Regions from separate parts of the Gossypium hirsutum genome. Here region 1 is linked to region 2. A link is a contact called in public Hi-C data. All regions are on one chromosome and are shown on one strand. The core of a region is the stretch at or near the end of the contact, and the rest is flanking DNA. Distances in the headings are between cores, read along the strand shown. Region 1 holds the start of LOC107962928. Region 2 holds the start of LOC107962914 (trafficking protein particle complex II-specific subunit 120 homolog).

Evidence for each region. Hi-C and Micro-C count contacts between places; a contact is called where the count stands out from the background.
Region 1: a Hi-C map of leaf shows a contact between it and region 2, with 3 times the contacts expected there. The contact joins the promoter of LOC107962928 here to the promoter of LOC107962914 in region 2. A contact is called at or near these places in 2 of 34 Hi-C or Micro-C datasets (both in leaf).

The regions. Positions count from the first base shown.
Region 1 is chrA06:39,814,802-39,820,450 of Gossypium_hirsutum_v2.1, reverse strand. LOC107962928 reads right to left here and starts at 3,248. Exons shown (of 1, transcript XM_016899496.2): 1 at 1,580-3,248. The coding sequence starts at 2,993. The coding sequence ends at 1,920.
Region 2 is chrA06:39,144,093-39,149,442 of Gossypium_hirsutum_v2.1, reverse strand. LOC107962914 (trafficking protein particle complex II-specific subunit 120 homolog) reads left to right here and starts at 1,665. Exons shown (of 9, transcript XM_016899480.2): 1 at 1,665-2,200; 2 at 2,574-2,777; 3 at 2,897-3,079; 4 at 3,607-3,716; 5 at 4,451-4,739; 6 at 4,868-5,160. The coding sequence starts at 1,790.

The DNA of each region.
Region 1 (5,649 bases), core at 1,999-4,498, 670 kb before region 2:
ACATAAATTTATAATTTGATTCAATTCTTGTAAATTATTGATATAACATCATTTTATGTTTGTATATTGCATACTTAAATAATTATATTTATCTAATATAAAAATAATTTGATGTATTTATTTATTTAAATGTGTATGATTAAATCAATATTAAAGTTTCAAATATACATTTGAACCACAATTAGAGTTTCATACATATTTAATCAAATTCATGTATAATTTTGAGATTTATTCCTATATTTAGTACGTTGAAAATTTTGCTTGATTTAAAATTCTTAATCCTTTCATTGATGGCATCAAAAATTCACCAAGGTGGCATGTTGATTAATAAATACATCATCATACCAACATATACCGGGTCATATGTTATTTGTTAATCAATATGCCACACTGACAAATTTTATAAGAATTTGTAAGGTGAGCAACAATTAAATTAACATTATCGAATGGAAATATTTTTATTTTATTTTAATATTGTATATATAAGAAGATTATAGCAGTTTGAGACGGTTCACTTGGAGGACAGAAAGTCGTTATCAAATTAAGGTTAAAAAAAGTGGGTTTCAAGAAAAGATTAAAGAAAGAAGAAGAGCAAGAGAGCTGAAAGTCTATTTAGGAGAGAAAGTGTCTAGTCCTTTAGTTCTCTCTAATAATTTTTAGGATGCCATGACTCGTCTTCATATTGGTTTTAAATTTCTTATAAATTATTGTTGCTCGATTTTAGATCTATAAGTGTGTCTACTTATAAGATCTTATTTAATCAAAATTATTAGCTCATAAGATCACAATTATGTAAAGAGAGCTTGTATAAAAAATATAATTTGATGTCTTTATTATTTTAATGTCAGTAGAAAGTGATAAGACTATACTTTATCTATTAATTGGTAATATACTTAATAAAATGAAGAGATTTATGGGAATTCATATTCTCACTTTAAGGCCAACCGTTGTGGGAATCCACAAAGAAAGGCAACATTAGAGAAAATCAGTCATGTTGTCAGATTGACACGGTCAAGCCCGACACAGTTGGGTTACTTTTCATCACCTTGGGTTGCCGTTGTGGATCAAGTACGACATTTTTTGTCACTCTCACTAACTGACCGACGAAGTAACCTTTCGGTTTTCAGTCAGAGATCCAGGACATGTTCAACCTTTTTTGTCGGTCGCTGATCTCAATCTGGGTTCACACACCCCAGACCCACATCTCACATGCAAGAATTAACTTAATAATGTTGGCAAAAAACAACATAACGCCGGAAGCTAATAACAGTTTACTGTGTTTAATCCTGATTACTAGGATTAGAAGCAGGGACAAAGTCCTCCCCTTGATAAATGGTATAATTTCCATTTTAGTCCTTACAATTTAATCCTTTTCAGCTTATCAGAAATTGCATATTTGATCACTCCAAAGAACTATTTATTCAATTTTAGACCACTTTAACATAATTCTTTTTAACCTTGACCTCCAAATTCTTTTAATTTCTCGACCTCTCTCCCTGATTAAAAGTCGAGCACTCTAACAAGTCGGTAGGTAAAATTAAACAAGGAACAATTTCATGCCAAAAGAAAAAAGGCAAAATCAAGCAAAATTTTGCTTCTGCTCATTAAATATCCGCGTATGGCTCCTGAGACTACAACCAAAGGGCTCAAATTTACAACTAAAAAGTTAAAAAGAAACTAGCAATCTTGTTGGGTGGAGTGATGAGTGATAAGGCATGCGAGGTCTCTTACGCACAAATCTTCTGGAATTCAATTCAATCGGGATCGAATGTAGCTACTAAATTGGTAAAAGGTTGAGTCATGGATCTCTACCATTATAATTTACTTATTGTGCTATGTTCTAAAAACAAATGGGGTTAGTGATAAATAGAGACTAATAATGTTATGAACACACACACAAAAAAAAAGGCACAATCTTTTCAGTTTCTCCAGGCGTAAACAAGCAAAGAGAAGCCCATGGGAGCACATAACTCACTCTCCTCAACGCTTTCCCACTCCATTACCGAAGAGCTGCACCCCGAAGAAGCCGAAGACATCGAAATGGACGAAGACGAAGAGCTCCTAGCACTCCTCAACAAGCTTCTCCTTTTCTTCTTCCATTCAATCCCATCACTACACGGACTTTGCTGCCCCAAAACCACACCCTCCTTGAAAGGATCCTCCATGGTTTCAGAGCCTTGGTTCTCGAACTTGAAGATAAAAACGGCTGGACGCCCATTGTTGCCATCTTTATCGAACAACCAGCTGTAGACATCCCACGAGACTCCTATCCATACCCCATCCACTTCAATCCTCTCATTCCCTCTAAATTTCCATTTAAGCCGCTTTATTTGCAATACCCTTTTGTTATCCACGCTCAAACACAGCTGCGCATCCTCGTTTACCCTACAATCGATCGAGATATCCCTTAATTTGCCTCCGAATCTGGCTTTTGTGCTGTAAACTCTGTTCCCCAACACGTGCTCTTTTCTCAAAACAAGAGTTTGGCTGCTTCTACTCCCAGGGTTTTGAGCTCTAGTTCGAGTATAAGCTTCCTTGGTAGCATCGCCGACGAGAATCGTCATTTCACCGTCGACGACGACGGCAACGAAGAACCCAGAGTCGGGTTCAGGTCCGGATCCGAACTTTGCCCTTGAAAGGTCCCAGAAGATTTTCACATTAGGGACAGTGGCGCTGCTGAGTTTTTTACAACCTTTTTTCTTCCAAAAAGCAAAGGATTTGATATTGAGATGAAAATGGAGGGCGGAGGATGAAAGGACGGAGAGAGAAGAAGAGGGAAGGTGGTGGTGATGGTGGTGGAGGTGGAGGGAGTGGCCAAGGAAGGTGCGGGACCAGATTAAGGAAAAAAGGCCTATATTTGTGTCGTAGAGACTTGTAGCGAGGCTAGTTTTAGCGGCGGTTTGTGGCGACGGCATATGGCGGTTGTCTGCGGCGGCGGAAGGGCGGAAGCAAGAAGGGAAGGGCGGAAAATGGCGGTAGCGTTGGGGGGACATTATTTAATTTTGTTTGTATGCGAAAATGAAGGGGCCTTTTTATGGAAGCTATATATGGGGACTGGGGATGGACAAAGAAGGAGACTAGACTTTTTATTTCCTACCTGACAATCTAATGACTTTTTTATCACAAAGCCGTATTAATGAGTTAAAATAATACGACCTTTAGTTATCATTGAAAATTTTGTATTTACCCATCTCTAATTACAATTTAGCAGTTGCATTTTTTTCTATTAACTATTATTTAAACATCCAATTTCAACAACTTTTTTTAACCTTGGATTTTTTCTGATTTTTATGATTAAATTAAGTTGGATTTGAATTAGTTTAGATTTATTAGGTTATATTTTTGGGTTTCAATTGCTTTTCAAATTATTTCAAAAGGGTTGAGTAAGCTTGCTTTACATTTGGATGCTCATTTAGGGTTGTATAAGCACTTGTATTATTAAAGAAAAACTCAAAATCATTATATGCAATTTGCGAGTAATTAACAACTAACAATGTTGACCTTACTTTTCACCAAGTTATTGATTTATTTAAAAGAGGACCATTTGAACCTTTTAAAAGTATAAAATATGAACTTACTTTTATTACAACACGTTTTTAATCTATCATCCAATGTGTTCATCACGTGACCAAAACTAACCACTAAAATGGATGGTATGATATTGTAATTACAAGTTTTGGATTTATTTTCAATAATTACCATGAATTATATTTTAATGTAAATTTAAAAATAATAAAAAAATAAAATTTAAAAGTCATCATGATTAATTATCCATGTAATTTTCTATCCTCACCCATTTATCCAAGAACGGAAGAATGTAATTGGATGGTCCTATTACTCGCAATTAGGTTTGAATTCAATTATTAAGTTTCTTTTTGAATACATGATGAATTTCTTTTAAATTTGAATATTTCATATTTGATATTCAAATATCTTATTTAAAATTTAAAGTTCAAATGTTAAAAGACATTTAAATTGAATAAAAGTCAATTAATAGTGTTATTCATTTGACGTTCATTTTTAAACTTGATAATTGCAACAAACATCTCATTATCGAGGTTATGTAAATTAAAAATATTAGTTTTGAAATTTTTGAAGATTTTATAGAAGCTTTTAGTTGACTCATTCTTCTCTTTTATCTTTTCTTTTTAGTTTTTACCTTTAAAAGTTATACAATAATGTTCTATTTTTTTAAAAATTTTCATTTTAAATTTAACTACATAAGATTTAATGTGTCATTTAACAGTTTTAATTACGAAAGGACATGACTGATACAACACCAATAGTTGAAGATGTAATTAGAACGTTTTGAAGTGAGGGACATAGTTTAAGGATGTCTAATGGAATAATGTAACACCCCTTACCCGAGTCCGAGGTCGGGACTGAGTACGAGGCATTACTAAACTTAAACACATGCATTCCAACATTTACAAATCATAAAAACTCGATCAAATTTAAAACTTTTCAAACCTTGTCTAGAATTCCTTATTATGGGCCTACGAGGCCCAAAACAAGCTTTAAGGACGATTCGGAACCAAACAGAGTCCTTTAAAGAATTCTGGAAAATGACTCTTAAAACAGGGGCATACACCCGTGTGGAAGGGGCGACACGCCCATGTGGCCTTCTTGACATGGCCGTGTTGAAGGCCCGTGCAGTTCACACGACCTAAACACATCGGGACACGCCCATGTCCCTGACTCGTGTGGAAATAATTCCTAATTTGAGCTATCAGGGGTTTTCACACGGCTTAGCACACGTCCGTGTCCATGCTCCGTGTCCCTCACACGGCCATGACACACCCGTGTCTAAAAACCTTGACATTCTGTTTTTAACGTTAGCAACCATTTAGGGGCACATGGCCAAGGCACACGCTCGTGTGTTAGACCGTTTGGTAAATTTGATTCCACATTTAAGGTGCAGACTTCACACGGCCTGGGCACACATCTATGCCCAGAGGCCGTGTCCTCCACACGGCTGAGATACATGGCCGTGCCTCTGCCGGTGTATTTACTACCATGCATACTGACTTGAAATTTTAAGGTGTAAGGGACACACGGCCAAACAACACGTCTATGGGGTTGACCGTGTGTCGCATACGGCCTAGACACACACTCGTGTGTCTACCCGTGTGGACCAAACAAGGCTATCTACCAAGCCTTTCTTCCACCCTTACTTGCACCAACCTACACAACAACAAATATCTCCAATCCACACAACAATATAAGACTAAATCAACCACAACATGACATTCAAATGCAAACCCCATGACACTTTAACTAACTAAACATGCACTTGATCATTCATACTTTTTGTTCATCCATGGAAGCATCATCATTTGCAATTATCAATAATGAATTTTAGCCAGTAATCATGGCCTTATAAAAAAAAGAAGGTTTTCATCCCAAGCCAACACAATTGGTTTGCTAAACAATATGGCACATAACAAAAAGACTCAATCCCTATACATGCCATACTTAAGATAATAAAACTAACTATACCAAAAGTTTCGAGTGATAGTGTGAGTGATGCCTCCGACGTTCTTTGATCCATGGGCTAATTTGGAGGCACTACAAGAAAGTGGAAAAGAAAAGGGTAAGCACAAAGCTTAGTAAGTTGCATGTAAATATCGAAATAACAACCATCTTACC
Region 2 (5,350 bases), core at 416-2,915:
AAATTTGTGTGTTCTTTATTTTATTTTATTTTTTCACAGTTTGATTAATATTATCATAAAATTACAAAATTAATATATTATGATTTCATTCAAAAAAAATTTTAAATTTTAATGTTGTAATATAATAAATAATAAAATTTAATTTTGTTTGTTCAAAAATTTCTTTAAATTTATGCTTTTATATAGATTATAAATAAAATGCTAAACCTATTTTTTTTTACTATCAACCTATTTACTAAATGGTACAAGGAAGCATTTGTATTTGCTTTATTTGGATAAATGCTTGTCTTGAGTATAGAACAGTTTTAAAATTTATAGCCAGCATTTACTCCTTAATGGATTTACAAAATGTGGATGATTATTTATTGAACTCGCTCTGGTAGATATCTTGAAAAAAAAAACAAAATAAAAAGGAGTTATAAAAAAATAATTATATTAAAATAAATAATTTAAAAATATTCAACATGGATATCGTCATATTTGTAAAAAAAATATAAATTATTAGAATTAAATAAAAATGAAATTTGAAATTTAAGTTGTTTTTATCTTATAGAGGGTCATGTGTATTAAATCAAATAAAATTCTTAGGAATTTTGAAAAAGGAATTGAGCTATTGAAATCTCTTTTAAAATTACTTATTTGAAAAATTTCCATATATTTACTAAAATAAGTAAATTCAATTTTAGAAATTTAAAAACCTAGATACAAGTGAAATCCCTCTCAAACACGCTTTTAATCTCTAAACTTGACAATTTTTCTCAACTTGATCCTTGAATTTTTTTTTTCTCACATTAATCATATAACTTGACAAATTTTCTCAATTTTGATCCTTGTGATAATATAGCATTCTAAGATTATGGCATATCATCATCTCCTTTTAATAAAAAAAATATTTTTAGGCAGAAATTGAAAAAAGTTGTCTAATTTTAAGATTAATGTGAAAAAAAAAATTCAAAGACTAAGATGAGAAAAATTACAAGTTCATAGGCAAAATGTTGATTTAACCTAAAAACAATATATAAATTCTGAACTTTGTCGTGAAGGATGAATTTTACTTATAATATCAAAATGGTTTCATATATATATCATTCTGAGATTAATTTAAATTTAGAATAGTTAAAAAGCAGTTGAGAAAAACCTCATGAATTTTATTATAAGTTTTAATTATATTTATTTTTAAAAAAATAATATCTAAAATTACTCATAATTCTTTTTAACTCATAAATATAAAGATGGGTAATTATATTGATTCTTTTTAACCCATAAATATAAAGATGGGTAATTATATTAATAGTTTGTACAATATTTAGTTGAACATTTCAATTAATTAGTAACAGCGGTAATTTTACAATGGAGGTAGATATTAATCATAGGCTGTTGATGTAATTAGGGATGATTGGCTTTTCCTGACTTCCCTCCCTCTTTATTTAATTATTTAATTAATTTGTATATTAAAATATATTCAGTTTCTAAAAAAATTATAGATCCGTAATTATAGATACTTTCCCACATATGGAATTTAAGATTTCTAATTTTATTTTAGTGAATTTGGTCTCCTGTTTTTTTAGTTTTTTAATTTTAGGTTTATTATAATATTATTTTTTGTTATATGATATTCTGATTTTTTAAACAAAATAAATAAATTAAATACTGCAACCCCATTTGTCGACCTGAATCGTACTTGGCCAGGTGCCTCTTCGACTTGACCGATTCGTATGTTCCTAATCTAATACACCTACCACCACACTATCACCACTGCGCCTCTTCTTCCCTTCCGTCCGATCTGGCAATGGAACCCGACGTGAGCATTGAGACATCATGCATGATCCGGATCGCCGTCCTTCCAATAGGCAAAGTCCCCCCTCCTCTTCTGCGGGATTACCACTCCATGCTCCTTCCGCACCACACCATCCCTCTCTCAACCATCAGCTCCTTCTACACGGAGCACCAGAAATCGCCTTTCGCCCACCAGCCTTGGGACACAGGCTCGCTCCAGTTCAAATTCTTGTTGGGCGGGTCTCCGCCTAGCCCTTGGGAAGATTTCCAGCCTTATCGCAAGTTCCTCTCCGTGATTGGCATTTGCCACTGCCCTTCGTCACCAGATCTTGATCACGTCATCGATCAATTCAATGCTGCCTGCAAAATTTACACTTCGGCTCTAGTTCTACGCTGCTTCGCCTTTTGTCCTGGCAATTCGCAAGTTAGTTCTCAGAATTAAGGTTTCTATTTTACTTCTCATTGAATCACATGCTGATATCTGGTTATTGGTTTCGATTATTATAAATTGACTTGGATTCTAATTATTAGTAATCTGTCGAAGGAATGGTTATATTACCTAGATTCTAGTGTGTCGTGAATGCTTAGGTTTTTTGTATAAATTTGAAGGATGATAACCCATATTGGGTGTAAGATACGAGCATTTTTGGGAATAAAGTCTGAATAACATAGTAGAATGATATGATTTGTGTTTTTGAAACCTTTTATTATGTTTACTATTTGTTTATCTTAATAAACTAAACAAAACCTAGCTTTTAATGAATTACGTGATCTAATTACTTTATTTTCTGCTGCAGTTGGATGATGGTAAGAAAAGGGAGAACTTGGTTTTGTTTCCTCCTGCAGACCGTACAATGCAGGAGTTTCACTTACATACAATGATGCAAGATATCGCTGCTTCATTACTGATGGAATTTGAGAAGTGGGTTCTTCAAGCAGAATCTTCAGGAACTCTTCTGAAGACGCCTTTAGATTCTCAAGCTACTCTTAGCTCAGAGGAGGTTTATGTTTAGGTGTTTTATGCATTTTAGTCTGTGAGCGCATGGGCGTGGGTATGCGCGCACTTCTGCATGTGTGTGTGTGTGTGTGATGTGTTTGTTTTTATTAAATAACAATGCAGGTGATCAAGGCTAAAAAACGAAGACTTGCTCGTGCACAAAAGACAATAGGGGATTATTGTTTGTTAGCAGGATCGCCTGTTGATGCAAATGCTCACTATACTACTGCACTAGAGCTAGCCAGGTTGACTGCAGATTACTTTTGGTATGCTGGGGCATTGGAGGGTAGTGTTTGTGCTATACTGGTAATTGCAGGATGTTAATCAAGCTCATCTGCTATTTATGATATTTGTATGGACCCTTAAATGTCCTTGTTTAGATTTTATAGATGTTCTTGAACAGAAACAAATGGATAAGGCTAGCAACTCACTTGTTGAAATTTGAAGCTAAGTTTTTTTAAGGAAATCTCTATTGGAAAAGTGTCTCATAAAAGTTTTACAACGAGACACATGTTTAGTTATGTCCACTACCAACTTTAGTGCTATGGTTAAATTCCAAGATTTATCACATTTGAATTCGTGATGTTTTATTTTCCTAATTGAGGATTTGTCCCATGTGTAAGGACTAAATTGTTCCTCCTTCTGTACTTTATTATTATCTTTTTACTTTTCTAGGGTAGGATTTTTTGTAGGGGGAGGGGGTTGATGTTTTTTAAATTAGGCTATATTGACCTTTTGCATCATAACTGCAAGTGATAATATAGATAAAATATTTGCCCATATGATATGAAATTTATTCATCTACTGTATAATTATTTATGCCTTATTATCAGGTTGATCAAATAGGCCAGAAGGATACAGGTGTAGAGGATGAGGTTAGATATCGGTACAATAATGTCATTACGCATTATAGGAAATCCTTCATTCAAGACAATGTTCAGAGGTATTTGGTGTCTTTCCATTGCACCTTCTTTGAGTTTCAACTACACATATTTTTAGATTTTCGCATCTACACTCTATTCCCCTACTTTTTAAGTTATATTTATGTTTGTGTTGTACCCATCTTCATTTGAATATTCTTTTAAGCAAATTGGATGAGGTCTTTATGATGCACCTTATTCTTGTCAGCCTAATCTTGTGTAGCATAATAAAAAGTGTTTGATTTATGCACATATTTTATTAATCAATGGAAATTTATCTAGCTTTAACTTTTTGAGAACTAACTCTTTTAATTTTTTTTTTAAATGCAGAGTTTCACCCATTACCTTTGAACTTGAAGCTACCTTGAAATTGGCCAGGTTTTTATGTAGGTGTGTTTCAATTTTCAATGGAATTATAATTTCATTGAGTTAGTTGTGGACATGACATGCTTAACTCCTTGGTATAGATAAATTATAGGGAGATTGCAAGTTGTATTAGATAAATTAGAAATACATCTTGGCATTTTGAAAATTCGGTTGTATCATTCAACCCCCTCTTCCTAACTCCCATTTATTTTTTATTGTTTTACGTTGTTAATGTGATAGTTGGTATTTATTCATTTTCTAAAGAATACGGTGGAGACACTTTTATGACAAACTATATAAATTCCAAGATCTTGTACATAGTTTTATGTGTTAAGTCTTGTCAAAATGCATTCTTAAAATAACATTGTTTATATTCTTGTGGTAATTGTAGGAGAAAATTGATTAAGGAGGTTGTGGAGTTGTTAACTAATGCTGCTGATGGTGCTAAATCTTTGATCGATGCCAACGACAGACTCATATTATATGTTGAAATAGCTCGCTTATTTGGTACTCTTGGTTATCAACGAAAAGCTGCCTTCTTCTCAAGGCAGGTAGCTCAGTTATACCTACAACAAGAAAATAGATTTGCTGCTACCAGTGCCATGCAGGTCCTAGGAATGACCACCAAAGCATATCGTGTTCAGAGCAGAGCATCCATCACAAAACATTCCATTTCTAATGTATGGAACTATGGAGCAAGTTTTGAATTGTCGACTTTATAAAGGCACTTCAATCTTATTGAAGTTGTTCTTTCTTTGTAAACTAGCATACTATAACAACCATCAATATATTCTTTCTTCTGTGGTAGGAAACTGAACCAGGGAATGCTGATAGTGGAAAATTGCATCATCTGTTAGTAGTTTCACTGTTTGAATCACAATGGAGCACCTTGCAGATGGTTGTGCTGCGAGAGATACTTCTATCTGCTGTTCGTGCAGGAGATCCTCTTGCTGCCTGGAGTGCAGCAGCAAGGCTACTAAGATCTTATTATCCTCTAATTACACCTGCTGGACAAAATGGCCTTGCTAGTGCCTTGAAAAGTGCAGCTGAAAGGTTGCCTTCGGGAACTCGATGTGCTGACCCAGCCTTACCTTTCATAAGGTTTGTCTTATTGCTTTTGATTTTATCTAGATTTGGGGATGGATAATTGTATTTCCTCAATGTAATGGTTTTTGTGCTTTTGTTGTGCTCAAATGTATGTTGAGACATTCTGTTTTCTCTTAGTTTTGTCATAAGCTTTTTGGTGTGGTTTAAGTGAAAAAAACAACAGCGATAGAAAGAATTAATGCTA